Linked DNA regions of Mus musculus: region 1 is linked to region 2. Evidence: chromatin contacts called from public ChIA-PET data. All regions are on one chromosome and are shown on one strand. The core of a region is the stretch at or near the end of the contact, and the rest is flanking DNA. Distances in the headings are between cores, read along the strand shown. Region 1 has its middle 16 kb from the start of Gm40125. Region 2 holds the start of Extl2 (exostosin-like glycosyltransferase 2).

Region 1 (2,700 bases), core at 160-2,659, 430 kb before region 2:
GTCTGACTTTAGAAGCGTGAAGGAGAGGCCTCATTGAGAAGGTGACTTTTGAGTCAAGACGTACAGGAGGTGAGTGAGTGAGCCCTGGCAAGGGAGCACTGAGGTAAGAAGTCAAGGAAGGAGGGGCTAGAAGGTTCAAGAAACTGTAAGGACCAGTGTGGCAGGCAAGAAGAGAAATAGAGGCAGACAGCGGGATTGGATGATGCTGAGATACGGTATTATCTTTTTTTTTTTTTTTTTGGTTTTTCGAGACAGGGTTTCTCGGTATAGACCTGGCTGTCCTGGAACTCACTTTGTAGACCAGGCTGGCCTCAAACTCAGAAATGAGCCTGCCTCTGCCTCCCAAGTTCTGGGATTAAAGGCGTGTGCCACCACGCCCGGCATGGTATTATCTTAAGACTGCCTTATATTGCAGTATTAAGATTTTGACTTTTCCTCTGAATGACTTGGGATACTATTAAAGCAAAGAATCGCTAAAGCTTGGCAGGATTCTGGAATGCTCATAGTTGCCCCGAGGGAAGCTAGCTAGAGAATTGCTCTAGTTATATAGGAGATGGTAGTGGCTTTGATGGAATAATGGCTGGAGAACCATCCCAATTATGAACATATTTTTGTTTGAGGAAACAGAGTTTCTTGCAGCACAAACTCACCTCACATTTACTGTGGTGGTTTGAATGAGACTGGCTGCCACCCCCAGCCCATAGGCTCCTAAGAGGTATGGCCTTGTTGGAGAAGCTAAGTCACTAAGGATGGGCTTTGAAGTTTTGAAAGATCCCTGGTGTTCATGTTCTTTGTCTCTTTGTCTCTCTGTTTGTCTGTCTCTCTGCCTGTCTCTCTGTCTGTCAGACTGTCTGGCTCTCTTTCTGTTTCTCTCTCTCCCTGTTTCATGGTTGTATCTCAAGATGTGAGCTCTGAACTATTCCTTTGCTTAGCTGTCATGAACTCTACCCTCTGAAGCCATAAACCCAGAATAAACTTTCTTCTCTAAGTTTCCTTGGTAATAGTATTTTATCACAGCAATAGAGAAGTAATTAAGACCCTTACTGGTTAGCTAAGGTTGACCTTGAACTCTGATCCTCCTGCCTCTACCTCCCAGGGGCTGGGATTATAGAGCTACTGTTTCTAGCTCTGCATATATATTTAAGGCACAGGTTGCAGGGTATGCTGCAGACTCAATGTGTCATGTGACAGAAAGAGAGGTGTTAAGGATAAATCCAATGGCTAAGGCCCAAGGCACTGGAAAAGCACAATGTCAATCAAATACGATGGTGATTGTACAGGGATTAAGTTTTTATTTTTAACACCAGAAGTTTGGGGCTTGGAGGAAAAAAAGTTGCAAGGCGGCATAGAGATCATAGTCAAAAGCCACAGGATGAGATGAGGCCATACAAAAGGAAGTGGCTGAGGCAGAAACACACACACTCCGAGGTGTGGGTGCTCCCGTTTCAGAGAGCTGAGGGACTCTCAGAAGGAGCAGATCCTAGAAAAGCCGAGTCCACGAGGCAGAAAGGGAAGCAGGAGATTAACTGGGGAAGCCGAGGAGAGTGATCGGAATGGGGAGAACAAGGGTTCAGTGTTGCTTCTTGTAAGTCATGTAAAATGAAGAATCAGACTTTATGGGGGATTAGCAGGGGCTGCTGGTGACTGCCTGAGCATCTGGGGACACACACGCGTGCGCGCACACACACACACACACACACACACACACGGAGTAAGTTTATACCTGGATGCATGTGAAAACCAGTGGACAACCTGGGTGTCCCTCCTTCTGTCTACCTTGTTTTGTTGTTTTTCTTATAGGGTCTCTCATTAGGACCTGGCCCATAGATTAGGTATGGCACCAAGCTCCAGTGATCCTTCTTGGTGGCCCTAGCACTGGATTATAAGTGTGCCACCATACCTGGCTATTTAAGGTGGGTCCTGGAAACTGAATTTGGGAATGGTGGTCATTTGAGCAGCAACACTTTCCAACTGAGATATCACCCCAATCTAGAGAGGGTTTTATTTGAATAATCTAGAGATGCTTAGTATAATTTTTAATTTTTTTCTGGTGCTGGGATTTGAATCTGGGGTCTCTTATATTCAGTAAATTCAGCTATAATACCATACTTCTCTGTTATCTTTGATAAAATGCATAGCCCCTTCTGGCTTGCCAATACCTGTATCCCTCTATGCCTGGGGTTATTTTTTGTTTTTGGACTCTTACATACATGCAACAAAAAGAAGTGCCAGGATAACATCCCAGGGAGCAGCTGTCAACCAATGGGTGGTGGGAGCTGGTAGGTAAACCTCCCATCTTATATTGAGGAAGGGGAGGTGGGTGGAGCTTAAGGTCCTGGTTTTATAGTGTATTTATTATGTATACCATTGTGCAGTGTATCCATGGGAAATAAGTTTGTCCTTCACAATGGCTTCTAGGCTCAAAGACAACATCCTCCATTGATTGCCTTTTCTTCCTTCCTGGCCTCATCTCCTCTCTCCAGATGCTGTTGCCTGTAATTCCCCAATAAATTTCTTGTACTTGAATCTTTGTTCTTGGGGAACCTGAGTTAAGTCTCTTCATATTTAAGTATCATCTAAAGTTCAGTGATGCTCTAAGACTCAATATTCTGGGAGGGTGGAGTACCAGAGAGGGTGTGGAAATTCCTTGCTTCTCCATATCTTCCTGATTCCTGTCTCCAACTGTCTGTTCCTGATTCA
Region 2 (2,700 bases), core at 131-2,630:
ATACCGATGGGTTTGCCTTTCTCCCCACCTCCCTCTCTTCACATTAATTTGTCCTCTCCATAAAACTCTCCCCGGAGAAGAACTCTCACTTATCTTGCTTTATAGTCTGGACACCCAACACATACAAGATAATCTCCAAATGATAACTGAGTTCTATTTTGACGTGTGGGACGTGTGTTAACATGTGGGACATATGTTAACCTATGTGTAGGTTAACATGAACAGGATAGATATTATTTAAAGATTACAAAAAGAAGTGAGGCACAGTAGAAACAACTTTTCCTGGTTTAAAGAGTGTCCTTCTGTCCTTTATACTGCAAACGAAAATGCCTTTAACGCTGATTGGCCTTTATGCTGTCCAGGGCTAAGGATTAAAAAATAGCATGGCCACAGTCAGAAGGGAGAAGATCTTCAAGAGCAGATCTACCTTATATCGTAACAAATCTAGGAAACTGATAAAGCTGAAATTAAATTTCTTTAATGCCTTTCAAAACTATTCAATAACAGGTAATATGGGTTCCTCCCTATCTATGCCAGCTAAGCAACTTCGGATTTACAACAGTGCAAGATGGAATACAGAATTTATTTCCAAAGGCAGGATAAAAACCACATAGGCTCAAATTGCAGGTGACCTTAATGAGAAGGCTGGAAATCCATTGCTGAAACTTGATTATTTTGATATACCATCCCCACCATCATACTTAAATAAAGCAGTCTTCAAGGGGGAAAAAATCAATTGCAATAGCTATTTTGCCTTAAACGACCTCGTCTGCAGTCAGTTCTGGCTTCCTCAGCAATGCAGTAGGGTAGAATTGAAAAACTGCTCTGAACAACAACAACAGAGTAGCCTTTAAAAAGTAAATGCTACTAATTGAGAATATTTGCTTACATGACAATAATGGTCCAAGAAAGGCAAAGACAAAAGAGACATGTTTGTCCTAGAACTTATAGAATCAAGCCGTTTGTTACCAGCAGTTTTTAAAGAGGAACATTAAAAAAAAATCAAGATCTATTTTCAAAAATCTAAATTACAGAATAAATCCTTCCTACCCACAAAGTTCCAAGAACGAGGGCAAAACAAGCAGAGGTCCCAAATGGAAAGATAAAATCAATGAAAGAGAATTTCACAGTTGCCTCACCTCTAGTGCAGAAGATTGCAGCGGGGCCAGCGGGTTTATTTGCAGCTTGGTTAGCATAAATCGAAAGGAGAGTCTCCTTTGCTTGCCTCTTTTCCACCCCTTTCCTAAACCGGGCTTCCAACCTCTCTGCCCGTCCAATTGATAACCTAGGAAATGCGCCGCCTGCAAAGTGAGTGCCTGGAGCAGGGGACAGTTCCTGAGTGGCCACCCCTCCCTCGCTTTGGGTGACGCTCCACTTCCTGTTAGGCAAAAAGGCTTTCCCAAGAAGCTCGGTTTTGTAGTTTCCAAGCCACCTCCCCAAACCAGACCCCCTTTCCGGGTTTCCCCTTCTAGGTAATAACTTTTAATCATTCACGTGATCGGCCAGCTGACCTTGTCTAAACAATCCCCTAGAAAGATGCTGGAGAGTGTCTCTCTAGCCAGCCCAGGCCCACAAGGCTCATCCCCAGCCTCCCACCCAACAGGCTTGTATCTGCACCTCCTGAAATGGACCATAGTGACAGCTACTGTCTTGGGGGTGACAAGGATGCTAAAGGAACCTGTCTGCGGTTGCCTTCAGGGCTACAACCGAATGAGGTTGCAGGGGAGAAACAGCAAGAAGCGGACCTCAAGGCCATAGTCTATGGCCCTCTTCCTAAAGGACGTTTTAAAATACCTTTAAGTGTTTCTTTTGCAAAGCACTCAACGATCGCGTCCCGCGTGACGGTTTCCGCGGGTGGGGGTGGACTCCCTTAGCGTTGACCTCGGGAAGCCATTCTCGCACATCCCGTGCAGTGGCGGCGCAGCACGTGGCCGCCTGGGCTTTTCAGTGATGCTGCCTAAGGCACAGCGGGGATTTGAGGTCCTTTAGGGGGTTAATGCTGAAGGAGCAGGAGCGGGCTGCACTGCATCCGGGGACGATAGTGATGGGCGATCTGGGTGGGTGACAGCGGGCCCTGAACCAGTCAGCCACGTCTGCAGAGAGCCAGCAGGGGTATCTTTCGTGAGTTCAGGAGATAGGACCCCTAGCTCAGCTAGAGATAGATCCCCAAGCTTTCAGCTCGGACTTTCCGCAGCCCCCAAGCCCCGCCTCCTCCCCGTAAGCCCCTCCCCTGCCGGAGTCCCCGCCCCCGCCTCCCGCTTTCCCGTCCCAGGACGCGTTGCGCGGCCCGGGCCGGAAGTCCTCGAATTCCCGGGTGTGTGTCTGTGTCTGTGTCTCGCGGCGGTGCCGCGGCGGTCAAGCGCTTTGGGGTCCGCGTTTGAAGCGTCACCGCTGTCACTGCCGCCACCATACCGAGTCACTTCTAGAGGGACGGAGACCCGGCCCTTCGCCGGGTGGAGAAGATGTTGCCCCTGTCCATCAAGGATGATGAATACAAACCACCCAAGTTCAATCTGTTCGGCAAGATCTCAGGCTGGTTTAGGTGCGGGGTGCTGTGATTGCTGGGAGGGGGCTGCCCGGGATGCTGAGACAAAGCTGGGTGCTAAGGATGGCCTGAGGTCCAGCATGGGAGCGTCACCCTCCTGCTGTGGTGGAACGAGCATGCGGACTGGGTGGGTTTTGAGGGGTCCCCGCAACCCC

Evidence for each region. ChIA-PET counts read pairs in DNA pulled down with a chosen protein or histone mark.
Region 1: a contact with region 2 is called in an RNA polymerase II ChIA-PET map of effector CD8 T cells, with 10 read pairs. The contact joins the enhancer-like site here to the promoter of Extl2 in region 2. A contact is called at or near these places in 15 of 39 promoter capture datasets (the 3T3-L1 cell line, 3T3-L1-derived adipocytes, the C10 cell line and 10 more), 2 of 484 Hi-C or Micro-C datasets (bone marrow-derived macrophages and nephron progenitors), 4 of 115 datasets of contacts at active chromatin or transcription factors (bone marrow-derived macrophages, effector CD8 T cells and trophoblast stem cells) and 3 of 9 other capture datasets (adipose tissue, liver and macrophages).

The regions. Positions count from the first base shown.
Region 1 is chr3:116,439,025-116,441,724 of GRCm38.p6, reverse strand. No RefSeq gene overlaps it. Among named protein-coding and RNA genes, the nearest start is that of Gm40125, 16 kb to the right of the region's middle. Within about 2 kb of position 1,409, at least 51 of the 459 cell types and tissues checked have an H3K27ac peak or open chromatin away from gene starts, as enhancers often do. A contact at or near this core is called in the HPC-7 cell line, effector CD8 T cells and hematopoietic stem and progenitor cells, where this site is marked.
Region 2 is chr3:116,006,977-116,009,676 of GRCm38.p6, reverse strand. It overlaps Extl2 (exostosin-like glycosyltransferase 2), which reads right to left and starts at 1,380. Exons shown (of 5, transcript NM_001163514.1): 1 at 1,140-1,380. Slc30a7 (solute carrier family 30 (zinc transporter), member 7) reads left to right here and starts at 2,271. Exons shown (of 11, transcript NM_023214.7): 1 at 2,271-2,542. The coding sequence starts at 2,463.